Linked DNA regions of Mus musculus: all the other regions are linked to region 3. A link is a contact called in public ChIA-PET and HiChIP or PLAC-seq data. All regions are on one chromosome and are shown on one strand. The core of a region is the stretch at or near the end of the contact, and the rest is flanking DNA. Distances in the headings are between cores, read along the strand shown.

The links. HiChIP or PLAC-seq counts read pairs in DNA pulled down with a chosen protein or histone mark. ChIA-PET counts read pairs in DNA pulled down with a chosen protein or histone mark.
Region 1: an H3K4me3 HiChIP or PLAC-seq map of the SCID.adh cell line shows a contact between it and region 3, with 11 read pairs. The contact joins the enhancer-like site here to the promoter of Ube2n in region 3. A contact is called at or near these places in 5 of 39 promoter capture datasets (the 3T3-L1 cell line, the C10 cell line, cranial neural crest and 2 more), 1 of 15 datasets of contacts at CTCF or cohesin (the NIH/3T3 cell line), 19 of 115 datasets of contacts at active chromatin or transcription factors (the 230-238 cell line, the SCID.adh cell line, T-cell acute lymphoblastic leukemia and 14 more) and 4 of 9 other capture datasets (adipose tissue, embryonic stem cells, liver and 1 more).
Region 2: an HNF4G HiChIP or PLAC-seq map of pancreatic cancer cells shows a contact between it and region 3. The contact joins the enhancer-like site here to the promoter of Ube2n in region 3. A contact is called at or near these places in 8 of 39 promoter capture datasets (Sertoli cells, embryonic stem cells, liver and 4 more), 1 of 15 datasets of contacts at CTCF or cohesin (CD8 T cells), 3 of 484 Hi-C or Micro-C datasets (B cells, bone marrow-derived macrophages and nephron progenitors), 21 of 115 datasets of contacts at active chromatin or transcription factors (the 230-238 cell line, the NIH/3T3 cell line, astrocytes and 13 more) and 3 of 9 other capture datasets (adipose tissue, liver and macrophages).
Region 4: an RNA polymerase II ChIA-PET map of memory CD8 T cells shows a contact between it and region 3, with 24 read pairs. The contact joins the enhancer-like site here to the promoter of Ube2n in region 3. A contact is called at or near these places in 3 of 39 promoter capture datasets (the C10 cell line, cranial neural crest and hippocampal neurons), 1 of 15 datasets of contacts at CTCF or cohesin (the NIH/3T3 cell line), 1 of 484 Hi-C or Micro-C datasets (bone marrow-derived macrophages), 10 of 115 datasets of contacts at active chromatin or transcription factors (the 230-238 cell line, the NIH/3T3 cell line, bone marrow-derived macrophages and 5 more) and 3 of 9 other capture datasets (adipose tissue, embryonic stem cells and macrophages).
Region 5: a contact with region 3 is called in a FOXA1 HiChIP or PLAC-seq map of pancreatic cancer cells. The contact joins the enhancer-like site here to the promoter of Ube2n in region 3. A contact is called at or near these places in 3 of 39 promoter capture datasets (embryonic stem cells and pre-B cells), 2 of 15 datasets of contacts at CTCF or cohesin (the NIH/3T3 cell line and large pre-B cells), 10 of 115 datasets of contacts at active chromatin or transcription factors (the 230-238 cell line, the SCID.adh cell line, bone marrow-derived macrophages and 5 more) and 2 of 9 other capture datasets (macrophages and pancreatic islet).
Region 6: a CTCF HiChIP or PLAC-seq map of the NIH/3T3 cell line shows a contact between it and region 3, with 7 read pairs. The contact joins the enhancer-like site here to the promoter of Ube2n in region 3. A contact is called at or near these places in 8 of 39 promoter capture datasets (the 3T3-L1 cell line, 3T3-L1-derived adipocytes, the C10 cell line and 5 more), 1 of 15 datasets of contacts at CTCF or cohesin (the NIH/3T3 cell line), 1 of 484 Hi-C or Micro-C datasets (bone marrow-derived macrophages), 16 of 115 datasets of contacts at active chromatin or transcription factors (the 230-238 cell line, the SCID.adh cell line, bone marrow-derived macrophages and 11 more) and 3 of 9 other capture datasets (adipose tissue, macrophages and pancreatic islet).
Region 7: an H3K4me3 HiChIP or PLAC-seq map of bone marrow-derived macrophages shows a contact between it and region 3, with 2.3 times the contacts expected there. The contact joins the enhancer-like site here to the promoter of Ube2n in region 3. A contact is called at or near these places in 4 of 39 promoter capture datasets (cranial neural crest, embryonic stem cells, hippocampal neurons and 1 more), 1 of 15 datasets of contacts at CTCF or cohesin (the NIH/3T3 cell line), 17 of 115 datasets of contacts at active chromatin or transcription factors (the 230-238 cell line, bone marrow-derived macrophages, craniofacial prominence and 13 more) and 2 of 9 other capture datasets (liver and pancreatic islet).

The regions. Positions count from the first base shown.
Region 1 is chr10:95,012,717-95,016,477 of GRCm38.p6, forward strand. No RefSeq gene overlaps it. Among named protein-coding and RNA genes, the nearest start is that of Gm40744, 53 kb to the left of the region's middle. Within about 2 kb of position 1,390, at least 53 of the 459 cell types and tissues checked have an H3K27ac peak or open chromatin away from gene starts, as enhancers often do. A contact at or near this core is called in the SCID.adh cell line and adipose tissue, where this site is marked.
Region 2 is chr10:95,862,654-95,866,753 of GRCm38.p6, forward strand. All of the region lies in intron 3 of Gm33377 (a long non-coding RNA gene), which reads left to right. Among named protein-coding and RNA genes, the nearest start is that of Gm33543, 22 kb to the left of the region's middle. Within about 2 kb of position 2,283, at least 57 of the 459 cell types and tissues checked have an H3K27ac peak or open chromatin away from gene starts, as enhancers often do. A contact at or near this core is called in the NIH/3T3 cell line, Sertoli cells, adipose tissue and 4 more, where this site is marked.
Region 3 is chr10:95,512,758-95,517,114 of GRCm38.p6, forward strand. Ube2n (ubiquitin-conjugating enzyme E2N) reads left to right here and starts at 2,405. Exons shown (of 4, transcript NM_080560.3): 1 at 2,405-2,480. The coding sequence starts at 2,451. Gm46239 (a long non-coding RNA gene) reads right to left here and starts at 1,499. Exons shown (of 2, transcript XR_001779843.2): 1 at 1,443-1,499.
Region 4 is chr10:95,968,886-95,973,021 of GRCm38.p6, forward strand. The region is part of intron 1 of Eea1 (early endosome antigen 1); the gene reads left to right. Among named protein-coding and RNA genes, the nearest start is that of Eea1, 30 kb to the left of the region's middle. Within about 2 kb of position 2,241, at least 83 of the 459 cell types and tissues checked have an H3K27ac peak or open chromatin away from gene starts, as enhancers often do. A contact at or near this core is called in adipose tissue, bone marrow-derived macrophages, effector CD8 T cells and 3 more, where this site is marked.
Region 5 is chr10:95,116,637-95,120,499 of GRCm38.p6, forward strand. No RefSeq gene overlaps it. Among named protein-coding and RNA genes, the nearest start is that of Gm29684, 27 kb to the right of the region's middle. Within about 2 kb of position 2,500, at least 30 of the 459 cell types and tissues checked have an H3K27ac peak or open chromatin away from gene starts, as enhancers often do. A contact at or near this core is called in the SCID.adh cell line and pancreatic cancer cells, where this site is marked.
Region 6 is chr10:96,013,780-96,017,723 of GRCm38.p6, forward strand. All of the region lies in intron 13 of Eea1 (early endosome antigen 1), which reads left to right. Among named protein-coding and RNA genes, the nearest start is that of Eea1, 75 kb to the left of the region's middle. Within about 2 kb of position 2,197, at least 85 of the 459 cell types and tissues checked have an H3K27ac peak or open chromatin away from gene starts, as enhancers often do. A contact at or near this core is called in the NIH/3T3 cell line, bone marrow-derived macrophages, embryonic fibroblasts and 1 more, where this site is marked.
Region 7 is chr10:95,917,252-95,921,094 of GRCm38.p6, forward strand. No RefSeq gene overlaps it. Among named protein-coding and RNA genes, the nearest start is that of Gm24433, 21 kb to the left of the region's middle. Within about 2 kb of position 1,795, at least 16 of the 459 cell types and tissues checked have an H3K27ac peak or open chromatin away from gene starts, as enhancers often do. A contact at or near this core is called in bone marrow-derived macrophages, where this site is marked.

The sequences.
Region 1 (3,761 bases), core at 140-2,639, 500 kb before region 3:
CACATCTTTAGGAGGCCTATGGTGTTCAGCTTTGAGAACCAACCTCTGTGTTAGACAGATCTGGCTGTCAAAGCCTTTGAGCATGAAACAACATAAATCTGATACGGAAAGACGAACTATAAAGACACAGGCTAAGAAAAGGGAACCTGGGTTAGTTAGCATCTTTACTGATGCCATTTCCAAACTGTACAACTGTGGTGAAGTCAACTGAGCTCCCTGCTCTCATGTTCTTTTTAGATAATCAGACATTGCAAAGGTTGTACAATGACTAACAAAAAACCATGAATGAAAAACCTTAGCTAAGCCAGGTGTGGTAGCATACGCCTTTGGTCCCAGCATGAGGAATACAGAGACAGGCAAGTGGATCTCTGTGAGTTCAAGGCTAGCCTGGTCTGTGGATTGAGTTCCAGGACTGTTAAACAAATAAACTCCATTTGGAAGAGAGAAAAAAAGAAGAATATATAGAGAGAGAACAGAAAAAAAACAGAGAGAGGGAGAGAGAGACAGGGAGGGAGGGAGAGAGAGACAGGGAGGGAGGGAGGGAGGGAGGGAGGGAGGGAGAGAGAGAGAGAGAGAGAGAGAGAGAGAGAGAGAGAGAGAGAATGAATCCAAGCCCCCAGGCTACATGCTGACAGGTCCCAGACAGAGGGCACTGTAGCCTTCTTTGCAACCCACCCCACCCCTGGAGAATGGAGCTGGCTAAGTCTCTGCTAAGAATAGAATTCCCTTGGCTCTTGTTTTTCAGCTCAGAGAATATCAGATTTGCTTGCTTCTTGGCTGTGTCTGTCTTTTGCTTCCTTTAAGGTGTCTTTTTAGGTTTTTTAAAATTAAAAAAAAAAAAAAAGAAAGAAAAAAGAAAAAACAAACTTAACATTTCTACTACTCCCAATGTCTTCTCAGAGAGCGTAGCGTTTGATCGTGCCGAGTCCAGGAGGTAGATGCGGCGGATACTTCTGATCTTCTGGGCTGCTTTTGGAACGCCAGAGTGTTACTAGGCTTTCTCGGTTGATGCCAAGCAATCTAGCTGTAAGTTGAAGAAAAAAATAACGAAGAAGCCCTTGGAAGGAAACGGTGTTTAGTACGTGGTTGGAGGTGGGGAGTGAGAAGTTTCCTCTGGGCTGAGGCTGACAAGAGGAAACCAAAAAGAAAAAACATGGATGTAACAGAAGAAGAAAATGTTTTTAATGGAAAGGCTTCCCAGAGATGGAAAGAGACCGAAGGTCTTGGCCTCCGTCATTTCTATTGTCCATCTGAGGGTGTGCATGGTGCCCTGTGCCTCTCTCTTCCTCCGCCGATTCTTCTAATTCTTGAGGGCATTAGGAGATGGGGCTGATTCATCACTTGGACTGAAGCAGGAGGGCTTGGCCCAGGCAGCTCTGCCTCAGACTGAAGGCCAGATTAATACCGTTAGTGGAAAGTGTTCCAACTGAATGGGGGAGCAGGGCTCTGGCAAGGTCACTTTCCATCAGGGCCTGCCAAAGCTGATGTCACCAGGAACTTGCAACCTGCATCTGATTTCTCCCTTTCTTTTGTACTTTTTGTTTTGATTTGTTCTTTTGAGACAGGGTTTCTCTGTAGCCCTGGCCATCCTGGAACTCACTCTGTAGACCAGACTGGCCTTAAACTCAAAGATCTGCCTGCCTCTGCCTCCGAAGTGCGGGGCATTTTATACTTTTTTTTTTTTTAAAGGCACAGAATGATGTCCCCAAAGCTCACCTCTCATCGTTCATTCAAGAGGAAGCTTATTTTTAATTTTTCCACCAATTCTACTGTACTACCCAACTTAGTTTTTAAAGACTGCATGTCCCAACTTATGCTAACGAGACAGCAGGCACCCACTGTGGTTCTACGGTGGGTTAGGAAATGAGGTTGGATAAGCAAGGGCAGCCAGGTGTGGTGCCAGGCCTGCCATCAAACTGAACAAGAGGCGTGAGAGTCACGTGCATAGATCAGTGCAAGGAAGATGATTCTTCGGAGCTTTTGGAGAAGTGGGAGGCAAGTGAGGTCTTGAGTGGTCTGGGAAGACTGCCTGGAGGGGGTGATCTGTGAGGAAGATGGGTAAGCAGAGGGAGGCATAGGAAGGGCATTCCAGAATGGACACTAAAACAGTAAACAGAACAAGTAGTGATGTAAACGGGCTGTCTGTCAGGGTGTCCTGCCCCCGGGTGTAGAGGTAGCCTTGATATAAACACTGTAGTCCAAGCCTTTCTCAAAGTTTATCTCCTGGGTAAAAGGGTGATTGATGCTTTCCTGAGATCACCTCAGACACTTTGCCTGCAGCATCTCTGTTCCAGCTAAGTTCCATGGGCCAATCCCTAAGAGCCAATGGGACACCCACTGAAAGGGTGACACCCCACTATAAGGGTGACCTTAGAGGCCAACTGGACAACCACTGTAAGGGTGGCCCTAGGGGCCAATGGGACACCCACTGTAAGGGTGATCCTAGAGGCCAATGGGACACCTGCTGTAAGGGTGACCCTAGGGGCTAATGGGATATTTACTGTAAGGGTGATCCTAGAGGCCAATGGGACACCTGCTATAAGGGTGACCCTGGGGGCTAATGGGATACTTACTGTAAGGGTGACCCTAGTAGACAATGGGACACCTGCTGTAAGGGTGATCCCTAGGGGCCACTGGGACACATGTTGTAAGGGTGACTCTGGTAGAAAATGGGACACCCACTGTAAGGGTAACCCTAGGGGCCAATGGATACCCACTGTAAGAGTGACCATAATAGACAATGGGACACCGCTGTAAAGGTAACCCTAGGAGACAGCAGGATACCCACTGTAAGGGTGACTCTAGGTTGCTCCTTTGCAGGGACAGCACTTGACTCTAAGTGTGAGTGTATTCCCTTGCAGTGAAGTCTCTGGCAAATGGCTGGTAGCTGCTGGTATCCTTGGATATCCTCTGACCTCTTCCCCTGCCACATTCCCAGCTCTTTCCAATGGTCTCTGGAGCACCCGTGTGTCCACGCTTATTGTCTCCCGAGGGGATGGAGAATTGCCCAGCTAAAACTTTAGGACCGGGTAGCCATCTGGCAGGCCTATTATCTGAATTAAGTAGATGGCAGGCAGAGGGTTTAGAAACTCCCAGTTCCCATCTGCTGTGTGGAACTATCTGAGGCCTGCATCAAGAACTTGAAAGCCTGCTCGCCACTAGGACGGACTGTCCTCTGGACCCGTGCCGGACACTGTGAGATCAGTGCTGCAGGTGTGGTAGCTCATTTGGCTCTCGTGATGGAATGGTGGGGGGCGGGGGGAAGGGCTGAAATGCAGCCATAAAAGCGGCGAGCCCTCTGTTTTGTGCCATTTATCAAAGTACCGAGAGATGCCAAGGGTGAGTGTTCTGCCGGAATCGGAGTCGAGACGAGGAAAGAACATTAAGAATTCACCTCCATATTAAAGATGTCTCTTCAGAAGGGGCACGTGTAAAAATTTACATCACCTATTCAAATTTTTGATAGGTGGCCTAACTCAGCTGTCTTCATGGATTGAATGTCCTATTCAATCATTGGGAGGAGTCAGACATTGTAAGTCCAGTCCCTCATGTGTATTAGAAGTTAGCACCTCTCTGAAGGTGAAGGGTCTGGTGACATTATTAATTTTTTATCAGAGTTAACTCTGGGATGGCTGGCTCCAAACTCTGTTGGACATAGGGATGTCTTGGATGGTGGAGATGGGCTAGACAGGGCTGATACCAGGTCCAGAGCAGTATTTTCTTAGGAAAGTACAGAAGGAGGTCCACAAACCACACAATGG
Region 2 (4,100 bases), core at 1,033-3,532, 350 kb after region 3:
ACGGTGTATGTTTGTAAAATATCTTTTTTCACTTTATCAAAAGCTGATTCTATGACTCTATGCTGTCCATTGGAGGAAGGATAAAGCAAAAGGGTGTGGTTCCCAGGGAGTCTACAGCACACCCCCAAGATCTCTGCTCCAGAATGCTCACCTTTGTGAAGTGCTTGCTCAGAGTATAGGTAGATAGAACCCCTGGCTCGCCTCTAACCGCAGGAATGAGGTGTGACTCCAGTGATTGTATAAAGTCATGTGATACTCTTCCTTCCTAGTGGACCCACTCGGAGGTCTCAGAGGCAACAGCAGATTCCAAAGAAGTGAGTCTACTTACTATGACTTTAATAGCAAGGAAGTAAATTCAGTAACTTGGGGAATTACAGAGGCAAGTCCTTCTCAGCTGAGGATGCCAACTTGATCAGCTGCATCTTTGTTTTCATCCTGCTAAGGCTTGAAGAAGAGGTTTTAGCTAAGATAATGGACCCATAAGAGTTAAGATGTAATCAGGAAAAACTGTTTCAAGTGGCTGTTCGTGACAACTTGTTATACAATGGCAAACAAAAGCAGGGTCATGGGGTGGGTTAGCTCAGTTGGTAAAATGCTTGTTTCACAAGCACGAGGACCTGAGTTCAATTCCCAAACCCGCATGAAGTTGCGCAGGACCATGGTGTGCATTTGTGATCCCAGCACTGAGGAGGCAGAGGCAGGAGGATTTCTGGAGCTTCCTGGCCAGATACTTTCTCCAGAGTTTCTGAGGATGTCCTCTGGCCTCCACACTCACAACAGTCACACAAACACATCCACTCACATACACAATGCCATACATGCACATACATACACGCGTTGAAAAAGGAAACAAAACCCAGGCCATCAGTTTAATACACACACACACACACACACACACACACACACACACATACACACGTATCTTACTCAATAAATTAGGTAGGAACTAGGGTTCTAAGGAGGATGAAGACCTGGTGAAGTCAGTTTAGGAGAACCCTCCTCCAGGAGTGACAGGGAGAACCCTTCTGGCCTACTTCTCTTTCTTCTCTGTCCAGCACTGCCATGCGCAACTGGTCCCATAACTGATCCTGGTTCTCAAGCTTTCAGTGAAAAACAGCAATGGGAGGAATATCTTCATCTTCTAGAGCTGACAAACTTCATCACACACACACACACACACACACACACACACACACATAATACAGATTACTATCCCAGGAGACCCAGTATCTGATGAGGGGCACCGCCTCTCACTTGACTTCCACAGTAGAATCAGGTCTCTTTTATAAGAGTCTTATTTAGGAAAGTGGCTTCCTCACGACTTAATGACATCCAAAAGCCCCCCCCCCCCAAATACCATCACCTGTGTGTGTTTGTAGGGGGTGGGGAATATAAAGATTTCAGTATAAATTGGCAGGGATATAGGCACCCAGTCATTACAAAGGGCTTGAGCCTTTTCCACTGTGATCCTTAGAGGAAAATGAAGGACCATGTTCTGGCTATATGGATGAAGATAAACAAAACAAACCTGTGCCTTTTTAAAAAAATAAAATAACTACTTGGCTGTTAGAGTCTTTCTGTCTCCTCTTTGGTACTATATTCTCTGAGCCTTGGAGACATTGAAGTATGAGGTTTGTTGGAAAGATGAGAGGGGAATGGGGCATGAAAACTACCTAAAATCACTATATCAATGTATGAAATTTCCTACAATAAGTAAAGGGCTCTTAGGAACAGATGGAGAAAGAAAATAATTAGATAGATTGGGAAATGTAGAAAATACATAGGTGCGCACGCACACACACACATACACACCCCTAAACTAAAGCCTGTTGATCCCGTTCTTTGTATGTTCTGTGTTTTATTACACCAGGAGCTTCTGTTGCGTGGATATATTACCAGAGAGCCCTTGTGTTTATTTTAGTTGATAAGAATCGAGGTCCAAAAGACATCTCAGTGGGTTGCCCCACCTTCAGGATGAGAGAGAAAAGAAGAAAATTCCATCAGGCGGTCCCCTTATCAGAAAAGAAAGTTTGCTAGCACCAGGAGTTGGAAACTGCAGGTTAAAGGCTAAATTCCTTTGGATTCAATGTAACAATGAAGCTTTTTATAAAAACTAAAGAACAAAGTTTGCAGTTAAATAAATAGGATGGGCTGATTGCAGCCTCCAGCCTCTGTCCCCCTTGCTGTGTCATGTCTGTGCTGGCTGAAGCCTCTAGTGCTTGCACACTGGTCTCAGTGGAGATTAGGGTGGGGAGCACATTCCGGGCAGAGAGGCCAGAGAGAGACAGACAGCATTCCAGCTCCATGAGCCTCCTGCCACTCCAGCACTCCTCTGAAGGGTAGAGGGCACAGGCTTCACACGCTCTGCGGCAGCAGGCAAGGGAGGCAAAGGTGGCATTCCTGTATTTTATTACATGGCTTTTGCACGAGCAACTTCACCTGTCAAAACACGATGAGAAAAATAAAATGGAAAGAGATGGAAGGCGAAAGAGGCTGGAACAGAGGGGCAAGGGGTGAACTGAACCGGGGCCCCAAACGCAATTGGAAATGTCTGAGTGTATTTCATTCTGCAACTGTTCGTCTCTTGGATGGCGTGTGTGTGCATGTGCGTGTGCACACATGTGTGTATGTGTGTCTGTCTGTGTGTGTATATGGGTGAATGTGTGTATGTAATCATGTGTGTGTGTATGCATGTGTGTTTGCCTGTGTGTATGTGTGTACATGTGAGTGTGTGTTTATGTGCATGAGTGTGTGTATGCATGTGTATGTGTGTATGGGTATGTGTATACCTATGCGTGTGTGTATATGTCCACATGTGTGTATGTGTGTATATGCGTGTCTCTGTGTGTGTATGTGTATACCTACATGTGTGAGTGTGTGTATACCTACGTGTGAGTTTATGTGTATGTATGTGAGTGCATGCATGTGTATATAAGTGTGTACATGTATGTGTTTATATGTGTGTGTATGAGTGTGTGTGTGTGCATGTATGTGTGTATATGTGTGTGTGTGAGTGAGTGTATGTGTGTGTGTTTATATTTATCTTCTAAAATTAGCAAAAATGTGCCTGTAGACTAATGTGCTTGTTAAACTACTGCCTTGGATAAATACAATCAGAAGTAACTAATTTCTACACAGCAGATATCAACACAGTAGTGTGGATTGAATGTGTCTCCTGAAGCTCACATCTTAGAAGCAGACATCAGTGGTTTTAGGAGGTGGGTTCTTTGGAAAATAGTTAGGCTAGGATGAGCTCATGATTCTGAGGGCCCTGCAGTGGTAGAACAGCATGGGGAGGAGAGAGTTCTGAGTTAGCAGGCTTGCTCTATCTGACCCTGTGATGACTTCCAACAACCACAGCAGGAAGCAGCAAGAGGGCTCTTCCATATACCAGCCCCTGCCTGGGGTCACAGCCTCCTAAGCTAGGAGCGAAGCAAACCTTTATTCTTTCTAAAGTAGCCTTGTCTGCAGTGCGCAGTTATAGCAACAGCAAGTGGCCTGAGATATATACTAACTTGCTTTCATTACTAGATTTACCTAATGATGTCCAGCTTTTTAAAGATACAATTTTGGACCAGTAAGATGGCTCAGTAGGTAGAGGGGCTTGCTGCACATGCCTGAAGACTTGAGCTCAATTCTTAGAATCAGGGTAGAGGTCTAGAGAGCCAACTCTACACGTGAACCAAGCGAGTGTACCCACCTCTGTCCAGATCTCTCTCTGTCTCTGTCTCTGTCTCTGTCTCTCTCTTACACACACACATCCTTCATCACAATATACACAATCATAATTTTTAAAATATAGTTGTATAAATGAAATCCTTTTTCATATTCTTCTCATCTAGTAGCCTGAGCATTTGCTCATTTCTTCTCTCTGTGAAGCTTCAGAACTTTCACTTTTTATTTATTTCTTTTTTCTTTTTTTTTTTTTTTTAAATTCATTTTAAGACGAGGGTTTGCTGTGCATCCCACACTGGCCTGAAACTCACCACCATGTAGCCCAGGCTGGTCTTGAACTTTCAATCCTTCCTCTATCTTCCCGATGCTGGGATTATTGGTCCTGTGCCACCATGGCCTGCTAGGGAGGAAGTTTTTACTTGACT
Region 3 (4,357 bases), core at 1,155-3,654:
TTTTGGTTACATGGCCTTTTACGCTTCTCTGGGCTTCCGGGCTGCTGCACCTGGTTCTCCTGTCTCCTTTCCCCTCCCCCTCTCCTCACGTAGCCCAACTCAAGTCTGGTCATGTCCACTCTGGACTTTCCCAGACATCAGTCTGGCTATGCTCTCCCTTTTTTGTTTTTGTTTTTGTTTTTCGAGACAGGGTTTCTCTGTGTAGCCCTGGCTGTCCTGGAACTTACTCTGTAGACCAGGCTCGCCTCGAACTCAGAAATCCACCTGCCTCTGCCTCCCAAGTGCTGGGATTAAAGGTGTGCGCCACCACCACCCAGCTATGCTCTCTCCCTTTTATCTACAGTAACCTTTCTCACCCACTGTACCTAGGACCAGTGGTGTTCCTTTCCTTTTTCCTTTTGTTTCATTCAGGTGGGGCTTGTGGTTTGACAGACATGCCTGGGAAAGGAGCTGAACTATTTTGTTATAACCTTGGACAATGTTAAGTCTATCTAAACAGCAGTCTCGTGAACAGAGCTATGGAGATATGGCTTTGCAGTAATGGGTACTTGTTGCTCTGGCAGAGGACTCACAAGGTGGCTCACAACCTTCCTTAGCTCCAAGTCCAGTGGATCTGACTCCTGAAAGCACCGGCCATAAGTTAGTGTTATCAACTTGATAAGATCTAGAAACACCTCTGGGCCTGCCTGTGGGGACTGTCTTGATTTAATTGATGGATACCCATCTTAATTCTAAACAGGAAAAATGAAGAAAGCTGAACACTAACATGTAAGATTCATTGCTCTCTGTTTCTTTTTTTTTTTTTTTTCTGAGACAGGGTTTCTCTGTGTAGCCCTGGTTGTCCTGGAACTCACTCTGTAGACTAGGCGGGCTTCAAACTCAGAAATCTGCCTGCCTCTGCCTCCCAACTCTATTTCTGATTATGAATTTGATGTGACCAGCTGGGATTGTCTCCCTGTGATGCAACTTGGGGCTAAAATTAACCCTTTTCCTTTAAGTTGCTTTTGGAGGGTGTTTTACCACAGCAACATGAAAAGAAATGGAAACACCCAGCGATCCTTGTGAGACACCTCCACTTTTAGGGCCCTCATTCTATGAGTAATCCAACGCCTTTGGGGATTACAGGCTTTTCTATCCCCTTGAGAAGGCTAGGCTGACTTCAAATTGGCAATTCAGAAGACGAGGCCTAAATCCCTGTTTCTAAGAACTAGGCAAGTCCAGGCCTCAGAAGCTGCCCCACCACCTGGCCTGAAGCAAGGACAGTGGGTCAGCAGTAGTTTCCAGACTTCCTCAGCAACAGTTTTCAGCCACTCATGTCCCCACCACACCCCTAATGTGCTTTAAATCTGAACTGTGAGCTCACTTCCAGGTCTCCATCTTGGAATGAGAGACCCTAGCAAGCTGGACTTCTGCAGAATAAAGCCCTCTCTGCGTTTACATACCGTTTGGGTCTGGGGTATCATTCTTCAGCGAATCATGCATGGACCCTTACACTCTAATCAGATCCTTCTTCTAGTTAGCACGTAAATCTCGATTGCTAGGCTCAACCTTAAGTGGTGGCACAAGCCTAGCTCTACTCAGGGGGCAGAGGCAGGAGAATCACGAGTTCCAAGTCAGCTCGGTGCGTACAGAATAGAGAGCACCAGGCCAGACTTGGTTACATAGGGAGCCCTTTCTCAGGAAAACCAACAACCACAAAGATTAAATATCCTGCAGGATCCAGGCGTTTAGAGGCCGTGCCTTTTGCCTCCTCCCTTGTTCCGAACTCTCTTTTGGGGAGCGCCAGAGAGGCCCCCTTTTTTATGTGAAATTTAAACGTTTAGAAAAAATTTTTTTTGTCGCGGGTGTGTGTGTGGTCCTTGGCAAGCAGCGTTATTCCCAGTTAGAAGCTTTGGTATTGACTTCCGGCCTGTTCGCCACCGAGGAGGAGCGCGCGACCCGCCTGCCCTGTCCGCAGGGAACCGCTGCAGCGCCAGCCCGCCACGCGCACTGCGGACACGCTGAATGAACAAACGGAACGAATGAATGAATGGGCTGCGTCGGGGGCCGGGCCTTTGTTACGTCGCCCCCCGACGCAGGCGTGGTCGCACGTACAGCGCTCGCTCGTGGACGCCGGCCGCCCAGTGTTGCCGATTCTGCCACGGGCCAAGAAGCTCGGCGCCGCCTCGCGCCGCCTCCCCCCAAGTCCCTGCCCCGCCGCGGAGCGTCACTTCCGCCACCCCCGGCTGGGGTTGGGGCGGGGAGCGCGGGGGAGGGGGCCACCAGGTCGGAGGGAAGGCTGTCGGAAGCCCGCGTCCTAGCAGGGACTACATTTCCCGAGGGGCCTCGGCGGAGGTAGCGACAGGCGGGCGCGGCGACGTTCCCCGGAAGTGGAGCCCGGGACTTCCACTCGAGCGTGAGGAGAGCGGAGCCGGAGACAAGAGCAGAGGCCGAACTCGGGATCTGACAAGATGGCCGGGCTGCCCCGCAGGATCATCAAGGTAACCGCCCAGGCGGGCTTCGGGCCACTGGCTCTGCTCCGGCGCGCCGGGCCGCGCGGCCGTCCGCTTCCCTCCGCAGCCTCCGAGAGGCCTCTCTAAGGCATCGCGGAGAAGGGTCCGGCCTCGGCGGCGAGGAAGTCGGGCGCTGAGGAGGGGGCGCCGGGGAGACTTCCGGCCGCCTCTGAACGCCGGACAAGCGGGACGCCCGGGCGGTGCGGCCGCGGCCGGGGAGGCCCTGGCGGCTGCCCGGGAGAGGGCGGGGCTGCGGGCTTCGGGCTCTGGCGCGGGACCGGTGCGGGCCTCGGCGGCTTCTGTTCCTCCGCGGGGCGGGAATCGCGGCGTGGCCTGGACTCTGGGCGCGGGTGGTGGCCCGTGGCCGGCCGCTCTGCCCCGGAGCTCCCTTCTCTTCCTCCGCAGGGGCTCGGGGCTGCGGCAGTCCCGGGTGCGGAATGAATGGACCGACCCCGAGAGCCGGGCGGGGCCGCGGGCCGGGAGAGGCCGCTCCGGGAGGGCCACGGGGTTCTGCCGGCGACAGCACAGGTTGGTCCTGGCTGCCCCGCACCTCCTAGCGACGTCCGGGGCTGGCCGCCCGGTTGCCCTGGCTTCCGCGTTCGCTTCCCGGTGTTTCTGCTGGGTAGCGCTGTGATTGTACTTCGGCTGGCTAACTCTTTGGAGACTGTTCTCTTCTCCGAGGCAAGGGCCTCAAGGGCCTCGGTTATGGGGATGATCTGTGAAACAGTTTGCCTCTCAGCTTTTGTGCGCCTTATTTGAGCGGCCCTGGGGCTCTTTAGGGATACTGAATTTTGATAAATACATAAGGAACCACGGGGGTATAAACCTCGTATCTTGATTTCCTAAAATCTTTACATAACACCATTAAGTCTTCATAGTGTTATAACCCAAGAAAACTAAATTTTTAACATTTTTTGGCATCTGTTTTTTTTTTTAATGTAGGAAATTGGTTAAAAAAATCTTGCACTGCCCAGTTTGCCAGCTAAGTGCTCAAATTGAAGCTTCACTTTGCTTGCTGTAATCCACTGAACATATATTTATAGCATTGTTCCACTCTTCCAAAGTTTTAGGGGAGATTTGTACAAAGTAAGTGGAGGGCCTCTTTGAAGGGTGTGAGACACTGTAGTTCTTCAGGCAGTCACAAATGTCTGTGAGGCTGGGGTGTCATTGACAGAAAGGTGCTTGAATTAGAAAAACAAGCCCTTTCATAGGATAAAAACTCTTACAAAGGAAGAATACATTTTCCACGAGCACTGGAATCTCCTTTTTAAATTTGTTTTATTTATTTATTTATTTACTTATTTATTGGTTTTTCTCTGTGTAGCCCTGGCTGTCCTGGAACTCAGAAATCTGCCTGCCTCTGCCTCCCAAGTGCTTGGACTAAAAGCATGCGTGTGCCACCACTGCCCAGCGAGCACTGGAATCTTAAAACAAATGTTTATTGCTGTGTTATGAATCTTAGAACATTTCCAAGTAGGTTTTTGGGCATTGGAAGATCCCGAATATAGTTTAGTTCTGATATATGCACATAGCCACTAGTGATCATGTAAACCAAGATTCCGTTTGATAAATGGCTGCTTCGCTTCACAGGCCATCAAGTTTTTATTTGTTACTTTGGTTATTGACTAGACATAGCAGAGATTGATAATGAATACAGTTCTGTAAAATGCCCAGTAAACTGAACAGTTGATATTGATACTCTGCAGTAATATGAAGGCCTTGACTGAGAAAATAAACTCTGTGGAATATATTTGTTATAAGCTTACAGAAATGCTTTACAGCAGAAAATTCAAGTGCTCTTCAATTCATTTGGCACCCAATGCTTAAGTATACATTTCCTTTTGCTTATTTAAAACAAGATAGTG
Region 4 (4,136 bases), core at 991-3,490, 460 kb after region 3:
TTCACTGTATGGAATGTACTTTCTCTGGATCCTAGAAAAGTTTTAATCAAACTTCAAGCACAAACATTGACTGGACTTACAGTGTTTTCAAAAGTTTCTGTTTATGGCAAAGAACAGCAGCATTGTCCACTTTCTCAGGTCCCAGTGGGTCGATCTTCTTTATCTACCATCTTGTGTCTACCATCTTGTGTGACACTTTTAGTCCCCAGTGAAGAATGTGATTGCAGTTATCTGTTTTTGGTCACAGAACCCTGTATAATTTCTGTTTGTTTTTTATTTTTGATGATCTGAATTCTTACTTTGAAAACAGTTTTTCCTTTTTAATATTTCAAAGTCTTTGCATTACTGACCTGTGTTTGGGACAGAATTGTCTGGTTTCCTCTTTTTACTCTTAAGTGCTGTTTGGATCAGAGCTCTTAACATGCTTCTTTTCATGACACCTCTGCTGGCTTTGACCTTTTTATTCCTTTCCTCAGCCTCCCAACATAGTAGCATGACAGGCATGTGTGCATCACCAAACCTGGTTTTTTGGGTATATCATTGTGGGAAAAAATTTTTAATTACTTTTTGGATGAGTCATTAACAAAACATAAAATAGAAAATTAAAAGCTTGAAAATTATACTTCAAATGTAAATATTTCATGGGCAGTCAATGAATACAGTAAAGACATACTCTGAATAAGTTTAGACAGTTTTGGAAAGTTAGGTTTTAACATTTTTAAAAAGGAGATCAAAGTCTATTCCTTCATTGTACTAGGAAATCAGAGATCTCGAGAGCAAGTCCCACTAAGTGAAAATAAGACCATTACCATAATTTCTGAGCCAAATTTAAAACAAGCTTTAGTAAATACTGTTCAGGATGATGGACACCAGTCAGGTCCATACCCAGGATTTCCAGAGAATGGCTGCAAGTCATATTAGTCTGGTACTTATAAAGGCAAACCCCACAAGGCCTTTCCTGCCTTTGTCCAATCAGAGGCAGGCATACATCCTGATGTACTTCCTGTCAATACACCTCCAGCCTATGTGTGACCAGGCGCATCCTGTACAGCTGTGGCAGCCAGCCATACTTACAGAAGTGCAAACATGGGCCTTGTTACCTTCTAGGATCAGTAGCCCCTGGCATTCCTGGAAGTTTTCTGTCCTTGGGCAAGCAGGGCTACCAGGTTAGAGACATTTTTTTTAAAATAGGTGTCTTAAATGTAAAGCACCACCACTTTAGCCCTCATACAAGGAGAGCAATCTGAGGCTTCTACTTCTGAAAAATTTCTACCTCTTTCTCATAAGTCCAGAATAGAAGAAACCTTAGATCAATATACCATCAGTGGTATAGGTCAGTGACAATCTCTTTCCCAATACTTATCGCTGAATACTTGAACCTGTTACCAACTATTCAAGATATAGAGGAGAAACTCCATCATTGGGAGAACAATCCTTTGAAGAGAAGTTAGGCATCATCATTAGAGCCATTTGGAAAATCACCCGTCATATGGCTGAGGTTTCAGAAGAATCTGCTCTGTCTTGGTCCAGACAAACCCACAGATGCCTCAGAAAGGTCATAAAGACAAAAAGAAGGAGACAAGCGAGGAGAGAGAATGAGTGCAGACCTACGGCCACCCTCCCCCCACTACTCCAGTGCTGCCTTAACTATGCAGAATGAAGACCCTAGATCAAAATCTGACCCTGCTCTCTACTCAGGAAGATGAGCCCAACTTTTGCCCAAGGACAGATCTTGAGCATCTGAAGTGTCAGTGAGACATATCAGAAATATCAGATGGAGTCCTAAGGGCTTTCAAGAGTCCTAGGCGCTCTCTCTCTCTCTTCTCTCTCTCTCTCTCTCTCTCTCTCTCTCTCTCTCTCTCTCTCTCTCTCTCTCTCTCTCTTCTTTGAAGTGACATCATTGTCATCAGCACCACTCTATTTTGGTCATTCCCTAAACTATATTTAGCTGACTTTGTCAGGGTAATTTCTCAGTAGAAAGGTAGCCTTCACACTGGGGACAAAGATTTAAGGCCCAGTCTGCTGAGCCCTGTGGGCAGAAAGAAACTGGAGATGTCAAGTGGAATAGATACAGATGTCCTTTATTGTGTCTACTAGTTGAATTTAATTTTATAGTTTTTCAGTGTGCTATTGTTTCTACTAGCTGAGTAATTTTGTCAGAGATAGTTGTGTTTATTCTGAGAACTAGCCTGAGGAGAAAGTGAAAGCACCGTGGTTGTTATCTCGGCCCTACCCTGCAGTGGAGTCGGCTCCCTACCTCCTTTCTCTATGTTTTCCTTGCCATTTGCCTGGCTTATTGGGAATGGAAAGTACACAAATAGCCATCATTTTGGATAGTGTGTCTTGGTACTAATAACTAAATGGATACACCTTATATAGCTCCTCTCATTTTCTTTTATCTTTGGCCAGAGATTAGCTTTTAAATATTTTGTCTTTAACATTTTTTTTTTTTTCAAAATTCTGTGTTTTCTCAATTGGTTGGATAGGCCTCAGGGTACAGTAGCAACTCTTCTCGTATGGCCCACTCCTGCCCTCTGCTTTATCCTTCATGCCACCGTTAGGGTGTTCTTCTGAATTGGGTTGGTATCTTCCTGCTCTCTGTGTTAAAACAATAGTTAAACACAAGACGATGACTCTTCCTTGTCATTCCTTAGCCAGACTGTCCCAGAACCTGGAATAGGTTCTGAGGATGCTAACAGAGGTAAGTACAGGGTGAATGTCTCCTTTTGAAAAGGCTTGAGATTGAAAATGTTTGGGGTTTCAGATTTGCTTATATGTAAATGAAGTGTCTCGGAGAGAAGGACAAAGCCTAAGCATGAATTATAGTTTATGTACACAGTATACTGTTAAACTGAGGGCAGTTCTGTATATCATTTTAAATAATTTTGTGTGTGGAATAGTTTTGTGAAATTTTATACTTTTCCCTTGCTATTCTTTTAAATTTCTCTTTGAATAGAATCTAATATAGCCTAAGTATGCTCCTGCCTCAGCCTTCCCATTGCTGGAATTGCAGGCTTGTACCACCATAGGATTTTAGAACATCCAGATTTTAACATTAGGAATGTTCCTCTTGTATTTTTTTTTTAATTCAAGCCATTCAGTTTCCTCATTGTTTATTATACTTATTTTATGTGTATGAATGTCTGCATGTATCTATGTGGACTGCATATGTGTTAGAAGCCTGTGGAGTTACACATGGCTGAGAGCTACCATGTAGGTGCTGGGAACTGAACCCTCGTTCTCTTCGAGAGTAGCAAGTGCTCTTATCTGCTGAGCTATCTCTCCAGCTCCAGTTTCCCCACTGTTATCCAGGTACATTTGATTAATCTCTTCCCAGCATAGAAAAGAAAAATTTAATGTCATGTACTACTTTGAGTGACAGTGTTTAAGAAGAGAGTGGGGATTTCCTTATGACTTTAATTACCTTTTGTCATTTCCTGCGTGTCTCAATTTATATAAGAACAAAAACTATAAATAAACATGTGAAGTATAAAAATAAGGAAATAAAAAGGAATGTAGACTGTCTGATTAGTTTTAAGTATAATACTATTAAATATAAAAGTAAGTGTGATTAGAATTGTGAGAAACAATAGCAAAAACAAAAGTTGAGGAAACTAAAACCTAAAACCCTTGCAATTGTGTCTTGTTATGGTAATCGTTATTTGCATTTTGAAATATTTTTAACATTGTTATGTAGATCTTATATAATTATAATGCATATGAATAAGCATATTTATAAAATAAGAATATATATTTATATATATGTACACACATACACACACATGCACACTCATGGAGAGGGAATGTGAAAATGTAACTGAGGCTGACCTGTACGTTGCAGTAACCCTGCCTCAGCCTCTTGTGTGCTGTGATTTTAGTTATGTGCCACCATACCTGCTATCTTATGCTATCTCATTTAATTTTCAGGTTGACAGGAGTTTACTTCTGATTGGTATTTAGGTCAAATATATACTGATCATGTACAATAGACAAGAAAGGAAATAAAAAGTAATGTGGACTATTTGGTTTGTCTTATTTTAAGTATAATATTTTTATTTTTGTGTATTGAAGCAAACATGTAGTTAATCTTGGGTACTTGTACATTTCCATAGAGGTTTCTAAGAAAGAAGCAAAGC
Region 5 (3,863 bases), core at 1,250-3,749, 400 kb before region 3:
ATCAGCATTCCTAGGAACAGAGATAAGGGTGCAGGTCTCCTTTGTCTCACTGTCATAGATATGCTGATTAAATGTCTTTGCTGTTTTTCACCATTTCCTTTGCCATTTGTCAGGAGCTATTTGTTGGAATTCCCTCCCCCTAGAGGAGGATCTCTATTGCAGGATTCCATCAATACTGGAGCCCAGTAGCTGAAGGGTTAATGCTGGGAGCAACAGGACTCTCCAACCGTGTTGGTCATGACCTCACCTTCACCTGTTCTTAGGAACTCCCAAGTGTTGATAAGAGTACCCAAGTTCAAGTCTGTCTGATTCATACTTCCCATGAACTTCTTGGTGCAACTGAACTTCCCACGAATTTCTTGATTCCTCGGAGTCTTAGCTTTCTTGTCTCCAAGACAGACGTGAGAGCCACATTGCAGGGTTTGCAGTAAGATCACAGAGTTTATGGGCATTTGCATTTTAGATTGTAATTACCAGTGTATGCCAGTTTTGAAGAAGGTTAGTAAGCGTGCCAGAATTCTGAGAACATTCCAGGGGGAGGCAGTGCTAATCTTGGCCCCTTATGCTGACATTGTTGCTGACCAACCTTGCCATACCTGGCAGCCAAAAGTGGGGAGAACAGGATGAGGCTCACTTCTCAAAGCCAGTACACTGTCCTAATTGGCAGCAAGCTTTTTCTTCAAACACTTAACTCATCTAAGTCTCTCAGGGTGTATGAGAAGGCCTGGTTTTCTTTGCTTTTGTTTTTCCATATACTTCTTGATTGGTCCAGTGAGCTTGAAGGTCGAAAGGGCTTCTGAGAATCCTGTTTTCTTGGAAGCCTTTAAGAGTCCAGGCACTAGTCCCTGGAAAATATGAGGTTCTTGGGGATTTTTAGAAGCTTAAACTTTTCCATCAAAGTTAAAATATCTAGAAACCCGTTCCTGGGAAGCGTCGTCAACACCTTCTTAATTGGCCCAGTTGGCATCGTCTCAAGGCTGTGGTTTCCAATTCAGATCCTGGCATAATACCAAGCTCTCCTCTGATCAGAGTCTCCTTCTGGGATGGAAGATAAGCAGTAACCTCTAGCCTGTGTTTCAGAGTTGGAGAGAAATGAAAGAAGCCTGGCAGTGGGCTGTTGCATAAATCATGCTGACGTTGCTTTTCGGAAGTGTATTTCTCTCCAGGAACTCATCACCCTCAAGGGAAAGTCCTCTTCATCCATCCCCAACCTGAGTGTGAGAGCAGATATAAGACAACGGGATTCTTCTTTGGTCTGGGTTCAGGCCAAGTCTGGAGGCTTGGAAGCTTCAGGGTTTGCATCCAGATGGGCAAAAGTCTGGGCTGCAAAACTGAGGAAGAAGGAAGAAACTCTCTCACACACACACTCACACACATGCTCACACATGCTCACACATCTACACACTCACACACATGCTCACACATGCTCACACATACACACACATCTACACACTCACACACAGATTTATACATCTATACACACACTCACACACATACACACACTCACATATATGCCCACATACACACAAACACACACTCACACATGCATACTCACACACAGACACACAAACACACACTCACACACATACACACAAACATACATACTCACATATGCACACTCACACACATATACATACACACACATGCACACACTCTCACACATATACACAACACTTACACACACACACACACACACACACACACACACACACACGAGCCTCTTAGCACAGCTGCTCCTCTCCGTGGGGCTGCAAGCAGAGCAAGCCTGATGAAGGGCCTTGGAGTTTCCTTTGCTTCTCCCTCCTCTCCCGCTCTCATCTCCCTGTTTCTTCACATCCCCTTTCTTTTTCCAGAGCATTCTAAGTTCTGAGAAAAAGTTCCATGAAGATGAATAAGATGTTAACAGTTAAGTTTTTCTTCAGATTCATAGAAACATATTGTTTGGGTCTATGTCTTAAGTAACACAAAGCACAACAATTCAAAAGGAGAATTGCAAGAGCTGCCCCCTGGGGTTACACACTCAGTGCAGTGTTTCAGAGAAGAGGACTTAGATCCTAGCCCACACCTTCTTCTCTCCTTACATAACCCTTCAGGCTCCTGCGCCCCCATGTTGGAGTGTTAAGGCAGTAGCCCCTTTATATTCCCAAGTTCATGGGTCGTGAGTAAACACTAACCCTTTATGTCTAATTCTCATCTCCCTTAAGATGCAGCCCACCTTCAGAGCAGGAGGAGCCCAGACCTTTAACTCCGGAAAAGCTACGCTCTGCCTTTTGAACCCCCCTCCCCCCCACACACACACATCTGTAGATTTCACCACATTCACAAGGCGCTAGCGAGATCTCTAGGAGCAGAGCCAGGAGGGGCTACAGTTTTAAAAGCACAGATGCTCTGAACCCATAGCTGGAATCCTTTCCCTTCATCTCGTGGCCCTTCCACTGTTCACATGAGGTCATTGTAATGTTGTCTGGGCAGCAGGGTTGAACAGCTGAAAAGAGAAAGTAGCAGTGTAGCAGTGTCTACTGACTGCTTTCAAAGGTACCTTGAGACACACTAGTGACAGCATACGTTCACAGCTTGAACGATAGATTTGGAAAGCACCACCAGGAAGAAGAAAGCTCCTTCAATTTGTTTTTTGTTCTTTCTTTTTTTTTTCTGTGATGGGGGTATTATCCATCAGCTGAGGATATGGTGGGAGATTCATCCACCCCTGGGGGTCCTAATGATCTGCTAGACAAAAAAATGTGTGGCAGTCAAGTCAAGGGACTTCTTCCATGCTGGTAAGTGTGACCCCTGGGTACTGAGATACTCTGTGGTCAGCGTTCTAGCTTTGAGCTGTAAGTGCAGGTGGCTCTGACACCCAGCAGCCTGTACCAAGGCAAGAGAATGGGGTGGTGAGTAAGACTTCATACAAACAGTTGGCAGAGAAGAACTCAGATATGTATCATCATGTTTATATACTGTTGTGTATCAAACCCAGGGGTTTGTGCATGCCAGGCAAGCACTTTATCAACTGAGCCACATCCTCAGCATTCAAGGAAAATATCTGAACCGTACTTAAGCCTTAGCTGAATATCCTGGGGCATTCTGTACCATGTGATCTATGTAAAGTTGAGGGGTAAAATAAGGAAGGATATCGTGAGGAGCTGTGCGTTTGTAGGACTCAAGAAAGGGGAGACTACATTTCTCCTCCAGGATCTAGGGAGGCAGTAAGACTATTAATAATGTCTCAGAGAGGAGATATGTGTACAGGAAGGGCCTCGGGAAGTAGAGGGGTTAGTTTCTTTCCTATTCTTGTAATAAGGCATGATGAGTGCGCAACTTATGGAAGAAAAGATTTATTTAGCTCATGTTCCAGAGGGGAAAGAGTCTGTCATGGTGTGAGCCTTATGTGGCTGTAAGCTGCAAATACGGCATCCAGAACTGAAGCTAAGGGCTCACATCTTGAACCACAGGCACGAGGCAGAAATAAGGCTGGCTGGTGCCTTATTCTGTTTTAATAATTACAAGTTAATCTGTAATTATTAACCTGTGAATGTAATTATTGACCTGTGTAATTATTGACCTGTGAATGACACATGGCTTTTGAAACCTCAACCCCTACCCCAAGCCCTCCTCTCTCGTGACACACTTCCTCCAGCAAAGCCAAACACCCTAAACTTATCCAAATAGCTCCACCAACTGGGAATCAGATATTCAAACACCTGGACCTGTGGGGAACAGTTTCATTGAAGATACCCCAAGGAGCGTGTCCACCTGCCAGGCAGAGGCAGAGCGGTAGCAGTCAGCAGGGCGGTGGCTAAGCTCTCTGAGATTCTCGCAACTGAGTGGCAAAGATGGCTCATGAACGTGGCTGAAAAGTATCC
Region 6 (3,944 bases), core at 947-3,446, 500 kb after region 3:
GTGGTAGCATGCAGTTCACCTGTGGTTCCAGGACTGAAGAGTGGAGGGCTCTGGCCTAGCTAATCACTGCTCAGGAGAGACTGTGTCTCAAAGAGAAAGTGGTGAAGCCATGGAGGAAGACAGCCAGTGTTGATTTCTGGGCTCCACATGCATGTGCACACACATGTACATATACACTCATGCACACACAGTTTTGTAGTTCTACAATGTAATGTAGCATGTGTTGATCATACCTTTTACTTCTTAGCATTACCTGAACACTGGAACTAGGTAAAGAAAATATAATGATTGGATTAAATTAGTACAGATTCTATTATTACATGGCTTAGAAGGTTAAAGAAGTTTAGTTTTGTTTTGTGAGAGAGGATACAGGCTTGAAATGAATTTGCCTTTCATATTTGTTTATACCTTCTTTCTTTCATTTATTGGATATTACCGAGTGCTGGATGTCAGACACTGCTCAGTACCGAACATATAGAGGCACAGTGCCTGCCCTCTTGGGATGCAATCTAGTGGTGTGTGTATATAGGGATAATTGTGGTGTCTGTGGGGACAGTGAGGCATTTCTGCAGTAAGTAATCTTTCCTTTTTGAGTTTGATGAATGAATGACACAAGAGTCAGACAAAGAGAGAGACAGAATCCTGGATTCATGTATCCCTTCTGTGTTTAATCAGTAAATAGTATTGCCTCTATATGTTCGGTACTGAGCCATATTCTCAGCCAGGGAACTGATTCTGTGTCTATCTATGGCTGTGCATAAAACATACAAAGTGCCTGCTGCCGTGGATGCTTGCTGATGGTGCAAACAGCGCCCATGGTAATTAAGCAGGATGCACAGCTATCTGAGTGTCGTAGTCACATCCAGAAGGAGGGTCAGGGTGGGAGGCATGCAAGTGCTGTGTGAGGCTTACTGTGCATGCCAGGGTTGCTTGGTGTCTTAGTTTGGAATTCTAATGCGGCAACAAAACTTCATGACCAGAAAACACGTTGGGGAGGAAAGGGAAGGATGGCTAAGGATTTTTGCCTGGGCACCAGTTGAAATTGCTAGAATAAAAGCACAGATCTCCGTAGAGTGTCTGAGTTCCACTCGTCAGTAAGCACACAGAATCATCATCTCAGTGGGTTTTGTTGACATGACGTCCTCACTCTAACATTCTCAGTAACTACTTGAAGCTTCAGCATTCTTCCCAGCTCTGAATCCCTGCCTGGCTGATCCTGGCCTATTATTACCTACAATTACATCCTGATATGTGAGATTTTTTTCTTAAGTGATCTACCTTGACTTTCTATTCTTTTTCCTATTGCACCGTGTCTGCCTGTGCCCATATTTGCCTCCTCTGTCTGAATGTGACCCTTGACACTTCCTTCTGTCTTTCGAGCTTCAGTGGATAAGCCCACATATACTGCCCACTGTGGAGGTACCATAGTGTCTTATCATCTGATTCCTTTAGTCACTTATCTTCCAGCATTTTTTAATAAGTGTCATGAACAAGAAACCTATTCCTACATATCTCTTTATTTCTCAAAAATTCTTCCTAAACCAAATTTTCCTCTAGTTTCTACCCGCTTTTCATATAATTTACATTTAAGTTGTAAAAATAGTTTATATTTCTTTTCCTAGCTCAAGAAAACTGAGATACTTGTTAGATTTGCAACATGGAGGTTTTGGGCCTTGGTAAGAACAATTTGGCAGAGATGAACACCTGATAGGATTTCAAGGCGATGGGGGTTAAGCTGGATTGTATAACTGTAGGTTACCCTGGGATTTTACTGTTAAGAGTAGGAAAGAAATGAAAATGAAAACTTTGGTAGAGGTCAACAGCTAAGAGGGTTTTCTTACCTGGTGTCTCAGAGTTAACTGTAGGTGGAGACACAGCTGGAAATAAAACCACTGAGATGATTATTCTGTGTGGTTACTGGCGAGTGGAACTCAGACACTCTATGGAAATCTGTGCCTTTATTCTAGCACTTTTCAGAAGTATGGGAGGAAAGGGACAGATTGCAGTACTGATCTGGAGTTGGTATTTTGTGGGGTGGTTGTCTGGGGTATTTTGAGGTGACAGGAAATGAACTACAAGAAAAGTTTGAGGTTTAGAAAGAAAAGCTAGGCTAACATGAATCAGCTGGAAGGAGACTGAAGTGATAGGCATTGAAGATGAGGTCATGCAATCAGCAGATAGGAAGTTGTGGTCACTGAGTAAGACAGTCATACTTTTTAGTTTTCCTGATTTCAGACTATTGCAAAATCCTTGTGTGATTGCAGTATAGAATGAGTTCTGGTGAGGAATTAAGTTAATATGAATGTTGAGAGTGCACTGTTAATTCTGTCTGTGTTTTATATTTTGTGGGAAGTTTGCAGAAATTGAGAATAAGACAAAGACTAAATCATCAAGTCTTACTTCTTGAGTGACTTCAGGGATTTACAGGTAGCAATAAACTGTCAAGGGTGGCAATGCTGCAGACAGCCCTGGGCTAATCATAGATGATGGTAACTCCGTTCTCCTGGGAGGGGCTGTGAACAAGGAAGGAGTCAGCACTCAGGTGATTTCCTGTAAACCTGCTTCCCACCTTAATTTGTAAATAAAGGCTAGAGCCAGTGATTGGGTGGAGAGAGAGGGGAAGGTGGAGCTGAAGGTTTTGGGAGGAAAGGAAAGAAAGTGGGGATGACAGAGGAGGAGGAGGAAGGAAAGTGGAGCAGAAGCACCTGGACTGGAGAAAGCACAAGTTCTAAGGGGTCTCTTATATGGGGAAAATAGTAGTGAAGTGGTAGATCTGCCCAATCTAGGTGCAAAGCCTGTGTTCAGATTAATCGAGTTGTGTTTTCATTGCTTGGGCTTATTTGGGTTGGAGATTTACCACACTTCCAAACCAGCACAGGCTTATCTACGAGGAGGATGGCAGTGACAAAAGCAGGGGTAGGCGGCCTCCTCTGCTTGCCTACAGGACTAGTCTGATGGCCGGTTAGAGAGGGAGATGGGTAAACAGGATCCGGGAAGGGAAAACCTGATTTCAATGGAGAATGAAAACCGTGACTTCTGCAGAAAGCTTTGCCCTGGGGAACTTGGATGCCAGAAGAGTAGTCAAAGGTGGTGAGAGGAGTTCTTGGTGGCCGGAGCAAAAGCTGAGAGCAAGTAGGTGGTGTCATTCTTCATAACTGAAGCTTAGAGAAATGAGAAGCCCACTTGACAGTGATCAACTTTTAAATCATTCAAGATGCTGGTGCCTACTTGCCGCTAACACTGCATGGCCTACCTGTAAAGCTGGGGCTGTATTCTGGGTAGAAAGTAGATGTTGCAGATGTCATCTATTGCAGGATATTGAGGAAGAAGAGGGCTTTGCTGATTTAGAGGAGTCCTACTGGGCATAGAAGTAAGCTTGCATAAGTATATATGTGTGAGAGTGCAGTGATGTGGGGGTGGGCCGGGGGAGGGCCAGTGTAAGACAGGGTCTCTGTGTAGCCCTGGCTGTCCTGGTACTCACTCTGTAGACCTGGCTGGAACTCAGAGATCTACCTGCTTCTGTGTCCTAAGTGCTAGGATCAAAGGTGTTTGCCACACTACACCCAGCTGCACTGGTTGTTTTCATTCAGTGTTTATTTCAGAGCAACAGTGTCATGTGTCTTGGATATATACTAATGAAGAAGAAAGACAATGTATTTATATTCTGTGCCTTATGTTGTAGTGGGAGGTAGAAGGAAGTAAATAAACATGAGAGAAATAACTAAGCTCTACTGTGCTGAGCTAAGTGCAGTACAGTAGAGAAACCAGCATAGAGACTGTTGCAAAAGGCTACGGGTGGAAATGCATGGGCAGGACAGCTCCACCTAGAAGGTGACACTTGAGCAAACATTTGGAGAGGAGGGAGGGAATCACTTGGGTGTTAGGAAACATTTAAGGCAGTGGTCACTAGTCCAAAGGCCCGGAGGTAGGAGTGAGCCAGGGTT
Region 7 (3,843 bases), core at 545-3,044, 400 kb after region 3:
CCTTCCTTCTGGCAAGACATAGTGTGAGCTTGAATCTCTTAATAGGGGCACATACTTTACATGTATCATCCTTGAATTCTGGCACATACAACGAGTCCTATTCAGTGTGATGCAAATGATTCGTGATCCCACATGCCTGGAAGAAGCAGGTTAAACAATTGTGGGTGTGTGTTTGTGTATATGTGTGGATATACATGCACATGCATGAATACATGCCTGTGTGCGGAGCATATGCATGCCACAGCATATGTGTGTAGAGGTCAGTTCTCACCTTGAACCTTGTTGAGAAAGGTCTTTCTTGTTTCTCCCTGGTGGTGTGCTCCTGGCTCCCTGGCCTGAGATGCTATAGGTCAGCTCTCCTGTTTCTGCCTCCTGCCTGACAGCATGAGCTCAGGGATTACAGATGCAGGTCATTGTATCTGTCCTTTCCCCATGAGTTCTGTTGTGCATCTACTTGAGGTTTAATTAAGACCTAGAAGCATCTATAGAGTTTAAGCTGTTGGCCTTTTACTGGGGGTAGTCTCCGCTAGCTACTAACTTACCCTGACTTCTCTGCCATGCCGTCTCTCTATGTGGTTCTCGCTGCCTGCTTCTAATTCCTTCCATCTCTCTTCTACCCCGTTCCTCATCTCCCTGAGTCTGCCAGCGTCTATCTATGCCTGCCCAGAAGTCCTGCTCCAGTTCTTCCTGACCTACCTCAGGCAGTCAGCTTTTTATTTTATAAAATTCCATACTTCAGTCTGAGCCAATCTGCAGTAAGACCACTCCTGATCCATTTCTTTGGGTTGACCTTCATGGCAGCACCTTTCTTTTTAATATGATAACCTCAGAGAATCAACTTTTGGTCAGGGGATAAAGGACAAGGATTTACATATAGAAAGCTGGTGATGGTCTATAGAAATGACAGTAGAAATACCAAGATCCTGCCAGCACTGTGCTCTCTGCAGGGCCCAACAATTAACAATTGAAAATACAGAGACACACCTTTACACAGGTGAGGAAATGTCCCAACAGCATTCCAGAGATTAAACTCAGTTCCCCAGCCTGCACTGCAAGTGCTTTTATCTGTGGAGCAATCTCACTGGCCCACATTTGATTTTAGTTTTATGTTTATAAATATTTTGCTTGAAGGTATGTCTGTGTACCATGCAATTGCTGGATGTCTACGGAAGGTGTTAGATCACCTGCAGTTATGGATAGTTGTGAATCACCTAGTGGGTACTAAGAACTTGGGTCCTCTGCAAGAGCAGCAAATATTCTAAAGCACAGAGCCAAACAACCCTCCAACCCCCCAATGCTCCGTGTATTTTTACATTCTTTCCTTGGGCCCAATTTGCTGTAGTAAATCAACCCCTCACCCTCCCTCTCCCCCCCCTCTTCCCCCTCCCCCTCTCCCTCCTGTTTCATCACTCATAGTTCTTAGTTTATTGTTTCTTCCCACTCTGGCTGAGAACAACATAGAAATGTTTCCTGCCAATTCTTCAGTAGGTCCTCAGACCTTGTCATTTCCTTACCCTGGGTTTCCTTAAGGCCCCAGCAGGCAGATCTTTAATCGGTAACTGGAGTTAAAGCCAATAATTACAGAACACACACAGACCTTAACATATCAATTACAGGTCTTTTAGGTTGTAGGCAATAAAACACAGCAATAAACAAATTTGCAGTCCTATGATGCACAGATCTGGAATGTTAAAGAACGCAGCAGTCCCCTTGTTTCCTTGGCATTTGTAAGGAATTAGTTGCTGTGTCAACATGGCCTGCTTCCTCATCTTCTGCTGTTTGGGGAAATGTTTTGAATTTCTTGCTTCTGTTGATGGTCGAATTTGCTCTGCCAGGCAGGCCTGCCTGAGGAAGAGCAGTAGGTGAGAGCACTGCACTGGCTAAAACTCCCATGGAGTTTTTCTAAGCGCTTTACTTGAAAGCAAACTGGGAAATCAAATCCTGTCTACTTTTTCAGATTGTGCCGTGAAGTGAGGACCATTTTTGTTTGGTTTGCCATTACATTTCTGTGTTGCTGGGAGTAGAACACAGGGCTTTGCCCATGCCAGGTAATCATTTGACTTCCCAGCTATTATATCCCTACACCCAGGTCTCGCTAGACTTATATGGATATAGTTTAGAATTTTCCTGTTGCTCAAGAATTTAGAATCCTTCTCTGATCATAACAACAACACAGAAGAACTAGCTCATGGTGGTATGTGCTTGTTTATAAGTGGATATTAGCTGTAAAGTAAAGACAAACATGCTTCAGTTCATAGACCCAAGGGTGGCGCCGGGGCACAAACATCTCCCCGAGAAGGGGAAATAGATTTTGCACGTGGTGTGGGGATGGGTGGGGTTGAGAAGGAGGGATCAGGTGTGTGGGGGAAGAGAGTGAAAATACTGGGAGAAATGAGAGTGGAATTGGGGGACTTTAGGGGACAAGGGGTAAAGTTGGTACCATGGAAACTCCATGGAATCTACAAGAGTAACCTTAACAAAGACCCCTAGTGATGGGGAACATGAGGCCTGAACCAGCCATTTTATGTAACCAGACAAGATCTCAAGTGGAGGGGTTGGGACACCAACCCAGCCATAAAAACCTTTGATCTACAGTCTGTCCTGCCCGCAGAGTGTGCTGCGACTGGAGCCTAACAAGACTGTCATCAAAGAGACCGGAGAGACTTCATCCAGCAATGGATGTGAGCAGATGCAGAGTCCCAGAGCCAAACATGAAGCTGATTGTGAAGAGTGCTTCAGAGGAGAGGGAGAAGGATGGGAGGAACCAGAGGGGTCAGGGACACCATGAGGACATGGCTGACAGAATTAGCTGACCCAGACTCATGGAAATTTGCAGAGATCAGAGAGTGTGTAGGGATCTGACCGAGGTCCACTGCATATATGTTATGGTTGGATAGCTTGGTGTTCTTGTGGAAATCCTAACAGTGGAAATAGGGCTGTCTCTGACTCTATTCTACTTGTGGGACCCTTCTCCTCCTACTGGGTTGCCTTGTCCAGGTTTGATGGTATGTGCTGGGTGTTTTTGTATCTTACTATGCCGTGTTTCCTGGGAGGTCTTCTCTGAAAGGAGGCAGAGTTGGGGTGAATCTGGGGGAGAAGTGAGGCAAGGATGAGGGAAGAGTAAAATGTAAGGGGAGGGGAAGGAAAGGAAACTGTGGTTGAGATGTAATATATGAGAGAAGGAAGAAAGAAAGAGAGAGAGAGAGAGAGAGAGAGAGAGAGAGAGAGAGAGAGAGAGAGAGAGAGAGAAAGGAAGAAAGAAAGAAAGGAAAAGGAAGGAAGGAAGGAAGGAAGGAAGGAAGGAAGGAAGGAAGGAAGGAAGGACACAGGTTGAGGAAGCCATGATAAGGAAGCCAGTAAGCAGCACCCCTCCATGGGTCATCTGCCTCATCTTCTGTCTTCAGGTTTGAGTTCCTGTCCTGGACTTCCTTTGGTGATAAACTATGTTGTCGAAGTGTGAGACAAATAAATGCTCCTCCCCAAAAGAATTAGCCTATGTTTCAAAGAGGGTCTTCTAACATAGATCTTGTTATAACACAAAGAGGGGCTCTCAACATATGCCCAGGTCTCAGTGGCTCTCAACCTTCCGAGTGCTGGGACCCTTTAATACAGTTCATGTTGTGGTGGCCTCAACCATAAAATTATTTTTGTTGATACTCCATAACTGTAATTTTGCTATTATTATGAATTATAATGTAAATATCTGATATGCAGACTGTATTAGGACGTCTCTGTGAAAGGGTTGTTTGACCCCTGTCTTAGTCAGGGTTTCTATTCCTGCACAAACATCATGACCAAGAAGCAAGTTGGGGAGGAAAGGGTTTATTCGGCTTACACTTCCAT